2 separate regions of the Sus scrofa genome follow, and region 2 is linked to region 1. A link is a contact called in public Hi-C data. All regions are on one chromosome and are shown on one strand. The core of a region is the stretch at or near the end of the contact, and the rest is flanking DNA. Distances in the headings are between cores, read along the strand shown. Region 1 overlaps TMCC1 (transmembrane and coiled-coil domain family 1). Region 2 has its middle 45 kb from the start of TRH.

What was found. Hi-C and Micro-C count contacts between places; a contact is called where the count stands out from the background.
Region 2: a contact with region 1 is called in a Hi-C map of liver, with 4 times the contacts expected there. The contact joins two enhancer-like sites. A contact is called at or near these places in 2 of 47 Hi-C or Micro-C datasets (embryonic fibroblasts and liver).

The regions. Positions count from the first base shown.
Region 1 is chr13:69,117,422-69,120,403 of Sscrofa11.1, reverse strand. All of the region lies in intron 1 of TMCC1 (transmembrane and coiled-coil domain family 1), which reads left to right. Among named protein-coding and RNA genes, the nearest start is that of TMCC1, 100 kb to the left of the region's middle. Within about 2 kb of position 1,438, at least 33 of the 83 cell types and tissues checked have an H3K27ac peak or open chromatin away from gene starts, as enhancers often do. A contact at or near this core is called in liver, where this site is marked.
Region 2 is chr13:69,318,050-69,321,031 of Sscrofa11.1, reverse strand. No RefSeq gene overlaps it. Among named protein-coding and RNA genes, the nearest start is that of TRH, 45 kb to the left of the region's middle. Within about 2 kb of position 1,396, at least 7 of the 83 cell types and tissues checked have an H3K27ac peak or open chromatin away from gene starts, as enhancers often do. A contact at or near this core is called in liver, where this site is marked.

The DNA of each region.
Region 1 (2,982 bases), core at 189-2,688:
GTTGCTGTGGCTCTGGCGTAGCCCGGCGGCTGCAGCTCCCATTCAACCCCTAGGCTGGGAACCTCCATGTGTCCCAGGAGCGGCCCAAGAAATGGCAAAAAAGACAAAAAAAAAAAGACCTAAAACCAAAACTTATTAATATGGGAACCTGTATGTCTGTTTTATAGTATTTAAAACTATCTATTTGAAACTACTTAGTAATTTTTTTTTTCTATTTGGTGATATTTTTGTTTCTGAGACATAAAAATAAGATGCTGGGCTATATCTTTAAGATTCTTAAATAATGAGGAAATTGTGTTAGAAGTTGTAAGATTATATTTTACGTGTTTGGGTACAAATAGAGATCCCAAAAAACTATTAGAAACTTGAAAATCTATAAATAATCATATTATATAATCTCCTTTTTAAAGCTGAAATTAGTAAACTACTAGTTATAAAATTAAAATTTTATAATGCATCTTGTAAGTGAAAAACCTTTCTTTTATATCCTTTATTTCTTTTTTCTCTAATACTGTAAAACTGACTTTTTAGGCATGCATACAGTTCCATGGAGTTTTTCATTCCCATAGATTCATATAGCCTCCAGCACAGTTAGAGCTCTAATTAGTTCTGTCACTTTTGTGTAGTCACACCTAATCCTACCACTAATCCATAATTCATTCTTTTCACCATAGATTTGTCTTTTTGAGAATGATAAAAGGATTGGGTCATTTTTGGTCTAGAGTAAACTTTCATAATGTAAGGGAGACCAAGATGTAAAGAATTATTTACATTGCCCTGTGATTTCTCCTGACAAATTCTACCTTCTGGCTCCTTTTCCTATTTAAGATCTTTTTTAGTGTTTCCCTTATTTCAGAGAAGAATTTCTAGCACTATTGCTGTATATTGGTGACCTAAAAAGAAACAGTAATTAATATACGTTAAGTTTGTGGCAGCCTCTGCTTTTTGGGAGTATGTGAGAAATGAGATTTTTTTTGGTTTTTGGGTGTGTGTGTGTGTGTGTTTTTAAACCATATCTTCAGTTCTGGCATATATCCATTCCCAAAACTACTTTTGTAGAATATTCTTGCTTCTCCCTCATATAGGTCACAGTATCCAAAAGACTATGCTTCATCTTAGATTACAATCAGTATATTATTTGTGATACAGAACCAATTAACAATAGTTCTTCAGCTTTCCTACTTCCTTTTCATTTCTTCTAGACACACAATAGATTTGAGGAGAAAAGTTTCTTCCTAATATTTTGAACGACCTGTGTTTGGGATTCAAAGTTTTTTTTGTACTTATTGCTTAACTGGACTGAAGATTATCTCATGTGACAGCATAGATCTCTTGTTTTAGAATTGCCATTACTTTCTAGAATAGCCACTCTGTATAGCAGCCAACATGCCCTGGATCCTCTTGCTTCATATTACAGTGATACTGCTTTGTCAGGGTAGAATTCAGCCTCACAGGGCTGGAGCCAGTCTCTGCTGACCTCCTGCCACAGTACAGCATGTTCAAATCTGGGAGAAACCCGAGGCTTATTCGGCATATTCCTCCTCCTTCTCCCTCACAAGCATGGAACCCTCACTCTCTTCGGAAACCGTATGTTGTATATGTGTGTGTATCTGTCTTTTTTTTAAATCTCTTACTTAATCCTATAATTCTACAGCTTTAAGTGGGGGCTGGTTGAATAGACAGACACAGGAAATGCTTTGAGCTGCTCAAACTTAGAATTTTTCAGCAGTAGAGCTCAGCCACCGGCATTTGCTATTTTTGGACTGACTTGTGTGAGGTTGCAATAATATTGCAAAGCATATTATGTGTTTCCTATTTGTTCATTTTATCCAGAGCTATTTAAGCAGAATGCACAGAGTGTTCTTTGGCTATGTGGGCATGCTCAGATCATACTGGAGTGTCCCCACTCTCCTGTATGATGGGCTGCTTCATTGCAGAGTAATGTCGTTATTACTCTTACAGGCTAAATAGTTATCCAAAAATAAGTGTTTCCTTCAATGAACAGAAGAGTTTTATTTGCCTTGTACAGCTTGGGAAAAGCTTGGGTTAAATTTGAAGATGTCAGGCATGCATAACAAATGAGAATTTGGATTAAAGCCATCTGAAATATTTCTCACATTAAAAAAAAAAAAAAAGAGGTTCCTATTACTCAGCTACTTGTTTGCAGTATAGTTTTCCCAAAGACTTGGCAATTTTCTGAATTGTAAGGCAGTATGCACATATCTTGGTTCTAAATTCATGTCTCCAGATCAGCAGAGAAAGTCCCTGAGATACAATTCAATAAGAGGCTGATCCAGTTTATGCATTACAACTACCACTTCCCCATTTTATCTGGAGTCATGAGTAGAAAACTTGGTCTATATCTTAATTTTTGTGTGTGTGTGTCAGCTTTATAAATAATATTCTAAGAGATAAATGCTAAAGCGAAAGAGGTTTTTTAATAGTTTGACCTGATTCTAAAGCTCATGTGCATTAATATTGTTTGCTGTGAGCTGTTGGATTGAAGATCTGAACAGATTTTTCACTCTGAAGTTTGATGTTAAATTACTCTTATTCCTTATGGTTGATAATTTAAATGCCAACTTTGTTAACAGACCTGTACCTCTGCTCTGTACCCGTTTTTTTTCTTCTGTTTGTTCTGTAACTTGGATTTTAAAACATTGGCACATTTCTGTTTGTTCTAAGGTTGTAAAAGGTCAGTTCACTTATCTGTGTTTTATTAAGAATGCCAGCCCAGGTTGAATGGGGTGATCAGAAGAAAGGAATTCATAAGAGAGCCCTCAAAGGATAGGGAGTAAAGACTGAGTAAAACAGAAGTTAACTCCTTTTTCTCCATTATGGAGAGGAGAAGAGGGAGGAGGGAAACTTAAAATATAATCGAAACATTTTTAATTGATTTTTATTACCTCCATGTATTGTATTAATCCATGAGTAGAGAAAGTTTGCCCCAAATGGTTGTAAATTAAACTGTTTCTTTGCTTC
Region 2 (2,982 bases), core at 147-2,646, 200 kb before region 1:
ATTCACATATATGCATATTCATTTATACACATATACTTACACAAACAGGCACTCACACGTGCTTATATACCTGCGCGCATTGATTCACACACATTTAATTAATACATACTCATACACATGCACTCAGATATTCGTATACCTCACACACATTCAGACTCCCAACACTTATATTTGCACACCCACATTCCATTCCTTAACATGCATTTATTCCGCACAGTTGTCCGTGCGGACATTCATGTGTACATTCATACACACTTGCCAGCATGTTTACTTACACATATAGCCATACACTTATACACACTGAACATTCACACAATTCATATTGAAACCCATATATTTACACACATGCTCAAGCATTACATATTCACACACACACACACACACACACACATCCATGATCACACACTCAAATATTAACGAGGTCACATATTCACTCAGGGAGTTGTGTCCTGTTGTCAACAGTCAGTAGTATCCAAAAGACATTTTCTTTGTGGTCCTTTCTGTGCCATCTGTGTTATGGGGTTAGTGTGCTGATCAAGTGATGAGAAACTGCCTGAGAACAGGTCCTGGACCCTGCCCAGCTCTGTACCCACTGCCTCTCCCCTAGACAGTGTTTCCCTCAGGGAGCAGCCTCCTCACTACCCATCTCAGGGGCCCTGAGAAAAATCCTGGGCTGAAAAGTGATGGGGCAGTGGCCAGACCCACTGGGAATGGCCATGGTGGTTGTTGATCCCTGCCAGGGGCCAACATGTGTGTGGTCTGATAGATGGGAAGAGACAGGAGGAGAGAAAATCATAAACAGAATATCTTAGGAAGTCTTAGGACCACATTCTATGAAATCTTGTTACTGCTCTCCCCCAAGTGTTAACAACTTGGCACAAATAAATGAATATTTTTAGAGGGCTGTAGACCACAAATCTGATGGCCCACAGACCATCTCAATCTACGGAATCTTTTGTTTCAGCTGCACATTAAATTTTTTTTTCTTTTTGCATATTTAAAAATTTTTAAGTTCAAGAGTTTTTGTGGGAGGGGAGAGAAATTCCAGAATAGTGGAGTGAGTACCCTTGAAAATCCACTCCTGCATAAGAGCAATGAGAATCCTGGCAAAAATAGTCAAAATTAACTTTTTCAGTACTCTAGAAATTAACCAAAGGTGTACAGCAATCCCAGGACATTTATTTTCAGAAAAGCAAATTGAATCTCAGTAAGAACAGGAGCTTGGTGGCATTTAAAATTTTCCTCTTCAGCTCTGCAGTAGCCTTGAAAACCAAGTTTTACAGTTATAGCAGCCATGAAAACAAGCAACTAGAAGAGGAAGAAGGGTTTGGCACTCCCTAAAATACCCTGTCCGCAGAGCATTGTCATTATTTGACCTGCTGGAAGTTACTTGGAAATCCCCACTGTCAGAGTTTGTTTTTATTTGACCTGACTTAGCTCTGTTAGTGTCAACAGCCTTACCCTGGGGGACATTTGTCAATATAGAAAAAAAAAAAAAGATCAGCAGCGATAATTTAACATCAAAGCAGCCAGTGGCGTGATAACAGATGGAACAAACAAGAAGCTGAGCAAAAAAATTTAAAAGAACATCTGGGGAATGAAATATCCATAGAGGGCTTTGAAAAGCTGCAATATATTCTTGGAGATCTAGAAGTACACACACATGGTCAGGGCTGGGTGCTTGCCAGGAAATAGCTGAGATGGCCCTAATCCCTCACCTCTCCTTGAACTTGAGGCTCTGCTGAAGCAGAGAGTGAGGGTTGTACATTGTCTGACAGAACATTAAAAGTGTGTCTCCATACACACAAAGCCTCTCATCAAAGGCTGGGAGACTAATTGGTTCAAGGCATTTCAAGAAATCTCTGTTCGATCATTAGCTGACCACTAACCTAACTAAGCAGAGTTTTTAGTGGCCACACATGGCAGAGAATACAGATTTTACAGTTTGTTTGGGAAAATCACTAAATAAACAGCAGCAGCAGGAACAATGAACAGCAACAATAACAAACCTGGGCAGTGAGGGAATCTGATTTCTAGAGTTGCCATACTTATTATTTACTTTTTTTTTTTTTGTCTTTTCTAGGGCCGCTCCTGCGGCATATGGAGGTTGCCAGGCTAGGGGTTCAATGGGAGCTGCAGCCACCGGCCTACGCCAAAGCCCCAGTAATTCGGGATCTGAGCCAAGTCTGCAGCCTACACCACAGCTCACAGCAACACCAGATCCTTAACCCACTGAGCAAGGCCAGGGATCAAACCTTCAACCTCATGGTTTCTAGTCGGATTCGTTAACCACTGCGCCAGGATGGGAACTCCCCCCATACTTATTATTTAAAATGTAAACATTTCAGCCAAATCATAAGACATACAAAGAAACAGGAAAATATGACCCATACTCAAGGAAAAAAGCCAATTGAAACTGTTTCTGAGGAAGGCCCAACTGTGGACATACTAGACAAAGATTTTATTTTTTATTTTTATTATTTTTAAAAATTTCCTAACAACATTTTATTTATTATTTTACTTCCCTATTTATTTTTTTTAATTACTTAATGAATTTTATTACATTTATAGGTGTAAAACAATCATCACAACCAAATTTTACAGCATTTCCATCCCAAACACTCAGTGCATTCCCCCACCCTCCAACCTGTCTCATTTGGAAACCATAAGTTTTTCAAAGTCTGTGAGTCAGTATCTGTTCTGCAAAGAAGTTCACTGTGTCCTTTTTTAAGATTCCACATGTACGTGATAGCATTTGATGTTGGTGTCTCATTGCCTGACTGACTTCACTTAGCATGATAGTTTCTAGGTCCATCCATGTTTCTGCAAATGCCATTATTTCTTTCCTTTTAATGGCTAACATTCTATTCTGTATATTACCACTTCTTCTTTATCCACTCCTCTGTCAGTGGACATTTAGATTGTTTCTATGTCTTGGCTATTGCATATAGTGCTGCAATGAACACTGGAGGACATGTGTCT